2 separate regions of the Mus musculus genome follow, and region 2 is linked to region 1. The links are chromatin contacts, called in public Hi-C maps. All regions are on one chromosome and are shown on one strand. The core of a region is the stretch at or near the end of the contact, and the rest is flanking DNA. Distances in the headings are between cores, read along the strand shown. Region 1 holds the start of Rp1 (retinitis pigmentosa 1 (human)). Region 2 has its middle 56 kb from the start of Rp1.

Region 1 (2,974 bases), core at 170-2,669:
GGATGTCTAGTCTAGATTGAAGGCAGCAAATAGAAGGTAACATTGTCCAGAGGGAATTCATGGAAAGCTCTGATGCCAGATGCAGAGTAGCAGGGATGCCCTCGGGAGGAAAGGGAAACCAGTGCAACACAGAGCCACCTCACAAAAGCAAGATCAGCTGTGTGAACACCAACTCTTGATGGCAAAGTGTACTATTTGCCATTTGAGCTTCTTTCTTAATTTGTGAAATTAATGAAATTTCGGATGGTTCTCTTATAAGCATTTTCAAACACATTTCCTATGAGATTACAATAATGCAATAGTAAACTTTAGACTTGGCTAAAAAAATAAACTAAGTAATGCACTCAGTTTACTCTGGAGAATAAGTAGAGACAGTGGTAATAAGGAAACTGGAATCTTGAGATCTGCTTCTTTCCTCCAGACGAACTCCCTGGAGATAACAAATTTTATTTGCCTCCAGCACAGTGTATACTAAAATTGTTTGCTGATGATGGGCTAGCTTGCTATCAGTATCTTCCCTCCTGTGTTCAGAAATTCTGCTGCCAAAAGTTAGACAATGGAGCAATTAGGAACACTTTGCAAAATTAAGGAGGAAAAGATATTAACTTTGGTTCACCAGGTTTGGCTGTGGCTATGCTTGCCTGCCTTGTGATGGGCCTCAGTCAACAGCACTTTTAACTCTGTCCTGAACAGTTGCCTCAATATATCTGGCAAAATAAATGATGGACCTAAAAGACACACATATCCTTTCACTAATTCAATTTTCAATTTAATTTTTCCCATGTGATAAGAATTCAGGAAGTTGAAGACAGATTGTATAGAAAACTAGCAAATATTTACTGAGAAAATATTTACTCTCGGAACAATTCACATGGTACTGTAGCAAAACTAATTCATTTCATCACAAATTTCCATAGCCATGTTGGGCAGGAGGGAAAAGATACTCAGCAGAAAAATATACTAGTTGTTGTGGTAGCCATAACCTTTTAATTATAAGCAGGTTCTTTAATGCATTGTAGTTTCCTATAATAAGTATATAATGCTATTATAAGCAAAACTACAGTAAACTCTCCTTATATTTCACTAAACTGGAATCACAATTTTCCAACACTAAAGCTTTTCCCTATATCAATATCAGCATGCTACAAAGATTGCTGTTAGATTTTAGTAACAGACAATAACTATTAATAGCATGTATTGTTCTAATGGTTAAAGATAAAACAGAGGTTTGTGTTCTATATATGAAAGATATTGCCAAAAATAAAATGAGCATACCATATTTTTAAGAGAAATATTTCAAATAGTTTTGTACTTACCAGAAGTTGAACCTTTCCTTACGAAGAAAAGAGTAAATAGTTTGTGTGGTCTGTATAAACGTCACTGGATATGCAACCTGCTTGTTTCACGTAAACAAATGTCTTTGGATTTATTACTAGCATGTGTGCTCACAGATTAAGTACAGCCAATTAATTTAATCCAAGGTGATGTTAATCTCCAGAAGTAGCTCACCTCAAGGGTGCCACAGCCCTGAAGTCTCTCTATTAAGAGTCCTTATTAGATTGTCTCTTTTGTGGGCATCATTTTCTGCAGAAAGTACTCAACTCACAGATACCTCTCTTCTAATTACCTCAGTTATTTTTTTCCAGTTTTTATTAGGTATTTTCTTCATTTACGTTTCAAACGCTATCCTGAAAGTCCCTCATACCCTCCCCCCACCCCCACGCTCCCCTACCCACCTCCTCCCACTTCTTGGTCCTGGCATTCCCCTGTACTGAGGCAGATAAAGTTTGCAAGACCAAGGAGCCTCTCTTCCTAATGATGGCTGACTAGGCCATCTTCTGATACATATGCAGCTAGAGACACAAGCTCTGGGGGTACTGGTTAGTTCATATTGTTGTTCCACCTATAGGGTTGCAAACCCCTTTAGCTCCTTGGGTGCTTTCTCTAGCTCCTCCATTGGGGGCCCTGTGATCCATCCAATAGCTGACTGTGAGCATCCACTTCTGTGTTTGCCAGGCACCAGCATAGCCTCACAAGAGACAGCTATATCAGGGTCCTTTCAGCAAAATCTTGCTGGTGTATGCAATGGTGTCTGCATTTGGAGGCTGATTATGGGATGGATCCCAGGGTGCAGCAGTCGCTAGATTTTTTTTTCCAATTTTTTATTAGGTATACCTCATTTATTTATGTAAAAAAAAAGTATGCTGCTGATACAAAATTATCTGACTCTGAATCATCCTTTTGGATGGGAGATTGTTCTTTTTATCTGTTTAGATTTTCATTTTTTTTAACTTTGACGAGTATAATTACATCATTTGCCCCTTCTGCTCCTCCCTCCAACCCCTCCCATCTATCCCACTTTGATCTCTTTCAAATTCATGTCCTCTTTTTGTTTCATTGTTACATGTGTGTGTGTGTGTGTGTGTGTGTGTGTGTGTGTGTGTGTGCACATGTGTGTGTGTGTTCCTAAATATATTAAATATAACCTCTTCAGGCTGTATAATGTTACTGGTAAGTATATGTTTTCAGGGATGACCATCTGCTATAGTATAATCAAATAGTGTGTTATTCCCAGGGGGAAAACTTTCAACATGCCTTAGTCTTAGTTTCTGTGTATGGTTTGTGCTTTGTAAGCTCTCTCCCTTCCAGGTCAGAATGTTTATTTTTGTAGTCCTAGTTCAGGTCATGTTTGTGCAGCCATGTTGGTGAGACATCATGTGTGTAGCTTCTCTGACATTTCTAAAATATAATCTCACACACTGACACACACACACACACACACACACACACACACACAAAACTGTTTCTCTGGATTTTACAGCTCTCTAACTGGACTTAACTAATAAGAGGAAAATCATGCCTCATACTGGAAGGCTAGCAAACTATCCAGAGCTAGTGAAACCATATGTCTTGGAGGAGAACATACCAGCACCTTTGTACTAAGCCAGCATAATACCTAACTACATTCTAAACA
Region 2 (3,149 bases), core at 439-2,938, 56 kb after region 1:
GGGCTTCCTGTCCTACAGCCCAGAGCACACAGTATGGACCTCAATGCACTGTCTGACATCCACAATGACAAACCTTTACATCATTATCCATTAGCAGATGAGGAAACTGGGGCAGTCTGCTCCAGAAGGACACATTTAACCATTATGTAACACCGAATCTAAATATACAGTGCTTGTAATGTGATGTTTCACTGGCCTAGAAGGATGCACATAACCACCACATAGCACTGAGTCTAAGTATACAGTGCCTGTAATGGATGTCTCATTTTAAGTATTAAATACCTTAGGACATACATGAACAAACCTGTGAAATGTAGCCATGCGCAAAGGCAACAGAATAAGAAGTTTATGACAGATTGCAAATTGATCCTCTTTGTTTCCTGCATCAAGAGTTTGGCTTTATCAATTTCCAAACAATTCTCCCTTAACTGGAGGAGATATACCAAGCCCAGATCAGTAGATACCTGAAACCATGAACAGGGTCAAATCCACATATTCTATGGCATTTTTTGTTTCATATTTAGATATAGCTTTAATGAAATGTATTAATCATTCACAGTAAAAGATTTATAATAACAATAAAATGACCAGTTACAACATTCTATAACAAAATTGCCCACACCATCACCACTTTTGCACTTTGGAATTTTTATTAACAAACAGAGATTACTTGAGCACAGGTATCATGATACTGCCAGAGCCAGCCTGGTACACGTGGGTGCTCCCTACAGAGAACTCCTAAGTGCTGAATGCACAGCAGTACATAAGAATGAATGACGTTCCAAATGGGATGGGGTGGATCAGGATGCAGCAAAGTTAAATTTAAATTACAATTCAGAGCACTGTGCAACTTTAAATTTCTGAGCTGTCCATTTCTGGAATCTTCCGTTAAATATGTCTGGACCACAATTGATCATAGAAAGCAAAACCTCAGATGGGGGAGAAGGTTGGATAGTACATGAACATGATGCTTAGTGACAAAGTTGACTTGACAGAAACTGGCTGGAGCTCCGCATCTGGACAAGCAACAACAGTGTGACTGCTGGTAGACACACACTGAGTCATGCTGTGTGACAGGACACTGTGGTAGCCATTACCATTATGTTCATTATTGCACTGTCTGCGATACACACCAGCCCTCTTCTTCCAGCATTCATTGTTGCAATGCAATGCATCCAGTGCAATGTGTAAGAAATGGTATAGGCTCGGGACCCCCAAGACCAAGTTCTCAGCACAAAGGAGATTTATTTGCCCTAGAGGGACAGAGGGCAGGGAATAAAGGAGATACAGGGCAAGGGTGAAGGGAAGAAGGGAGAGAAGGAAAGGTGTATTTGTCCAGGAGGGGAACAAAGGACAGCCTCTGGTTAGACAGACAGACATGGCACATAGGAAAATGGCAGTTTATAAAGGTACATGGGGAAACCATGAGTTAGGATGAGTTGTTAGATTTTAACTGGGCATGTTATTAGGTGAGCCAAAGGGGGCTTTGGATTGCTGGACTTTAATACTTTAATACTTTGGATGTTGGTAGTCAGCCTAAAAAGGAGGAAATGTCCATATAAGGGACTAGACCTTGGTGGCTAGCTTTAGGAATGTAATCTAAATGTATGTATGATACATGCATGCCTTCACTCACATAAGTGAGCTTACACTCTCATACATATAATTTTTAACAAGGCACAGGGAATAGGGAGAAGGGAAAGACTTCCCAGAATCATGCTCGCCAGGCTCAAGCTCTCCTGAGTCCCTTCATTATGCACTACACCAGCGAAGATAAACCTATGCATTTCCCCTTCACTTTCATCAGCCCTTTTTTAGACTTTTTATAGTAACACCAAGTCTAGCAATTATTTTCAATGGCTTTGCATCAGCTGTACACCTGCTGAGTATGACAGCAATCCTAATCAAGAAAGGGTCAAGAGCCAGTTATGTTATGACTATGCCTAACACAATACTGCAAAAACCCTGACATATGACTGCTTCCTCCTATGGTCTGCCTTTCCTTCCCAATTCCAGTTGAGTCCAGAACATGAGGAGTTAAACCTTTTTTGAAAGCGCCACCTTGTGGCCTGCACGCGTTGGTGCACCTGTGTATTGGACAAAGAATCGTGGACACAGGGAGGTTGGGCCCAAGACCTTTATACAAGAAATGAGTTTCATAGCTCTCTTAATCACCTAGAGAGAAGATTCCCAAAACTCGTGTAAAGCCAAGCACAGCAGTGCACATCTGCAATCTCAGTACTCTTAAAGTAAGATCAAGGCAGAGACCAGCAGATTCCCTGAAGCTCATGGGCCAGCTACTCTAATATATTCAGTAGTTAAAGGCAAAAGAGAGACTTTGTTCCACATGAAAGGAGAAAAATCAAAACGCACAACTATTCTATGGCCTCTAGATACATGCTTTGATAAGTATATGCCCTCACTCACATAAGTGAGCTTGCACTCCCATACATATATACACATGCTCACGAGCATATACACACACATGCATGCATGTGAGCACATACACACAAATGTTGTCAACCTCGGTAACACTAAATATTTAAATTTACCAAAATCTGTAAATGCTTTGCTAAAATGTAACAAAACGAACTAAAATTGAAGTAAACTGATATGCAATTTATGATTCCGAGGGTCAAGGCCTTCCATCACCATGTTCCATTCAGAAAACACTCTAACTGCCCTAACAGCTGGGCCAGCCCCACCTTCCAGACTAAAAAACCAAGCTCAGGACTTTCGATCCCAGCAAGTCCTGGAAATCTCCATCCTGAAAATGTCTGTGCGCCCAAGAAACACTATAAAAACTCTGACTTATGCTCAGTTCTCTGCTCCTTCTCATCCTAGAAGCAGCAGCCACCCTTCCGGGTTTTTCCCTCCCCATAAATCTCTTGTGTGAGGTTTGTTGTGGGGTGTGGCTTTATGGTATTCCTTGGCTTCCAACTGCAATGATATCTTTTCCTTCAGAAGCAAAACACTTATTAGGGGTAAATATTATTAAGCATGCTAGTCATATTTTAAATCTCACAAAATACCCAATACAAACATCTAAACAAATATTCCATAACTTCAGAGGTTTTACTCCCTAATTGTTGTCCCTGTTGTTCTAGCCCCACAGAATGGCAGAGAACATCATGGTGGTGGAAGTGTGT

Evidence for each region. A called contact is a pair of places that touch in the nucleus more often than the background predicts.
Region 2: a contact with region 1 is called in a Hi-C map of rod photoreceptor, with 3 times the contacts expected there. The contact joins the enhancer-like site here to the promoter of Rp1 in region 1. A contact is called at or near these places in 1 of 39 promoter capture datasets (liver), 2 of 484 Hi-C or Micro-C datasets (nephron progenitors and rod photoreceptor), 1 of 115 datasets of contacts at active chromatin or transcription factors (embryonic stem cells) and 1 of 9 other capture datasets (adipose tissue).

Annotation. Positions count from the first base shown.
Region 1 is chr1:4,358,884-4,361,857 of GRCm38.p6, forward strand. Rp1 (retinitis pigmentosa 1 (human)) reads right to left here and starts at 1,420. Exons shown (of 23, transcript NM_001370921.1): 1 at 1,317-1,420.
Region 2 is chr1:4,414,848-4,417,996 of GRCm38.p6, forward strand. No RefSeq gene overlaps it. Among named protein-coding and RNA genes, the nearest start is that of Rp1, 56 kb to the left of the region's middle. Within about 2 kb of position 1,689, at least 2 of the 459 cell types and tissues checked have an H3K27ac peak or open chromatin away from gene starts, as enhancers often do. A contact at or near this core is called in rod photoreceptor, where this site is marked.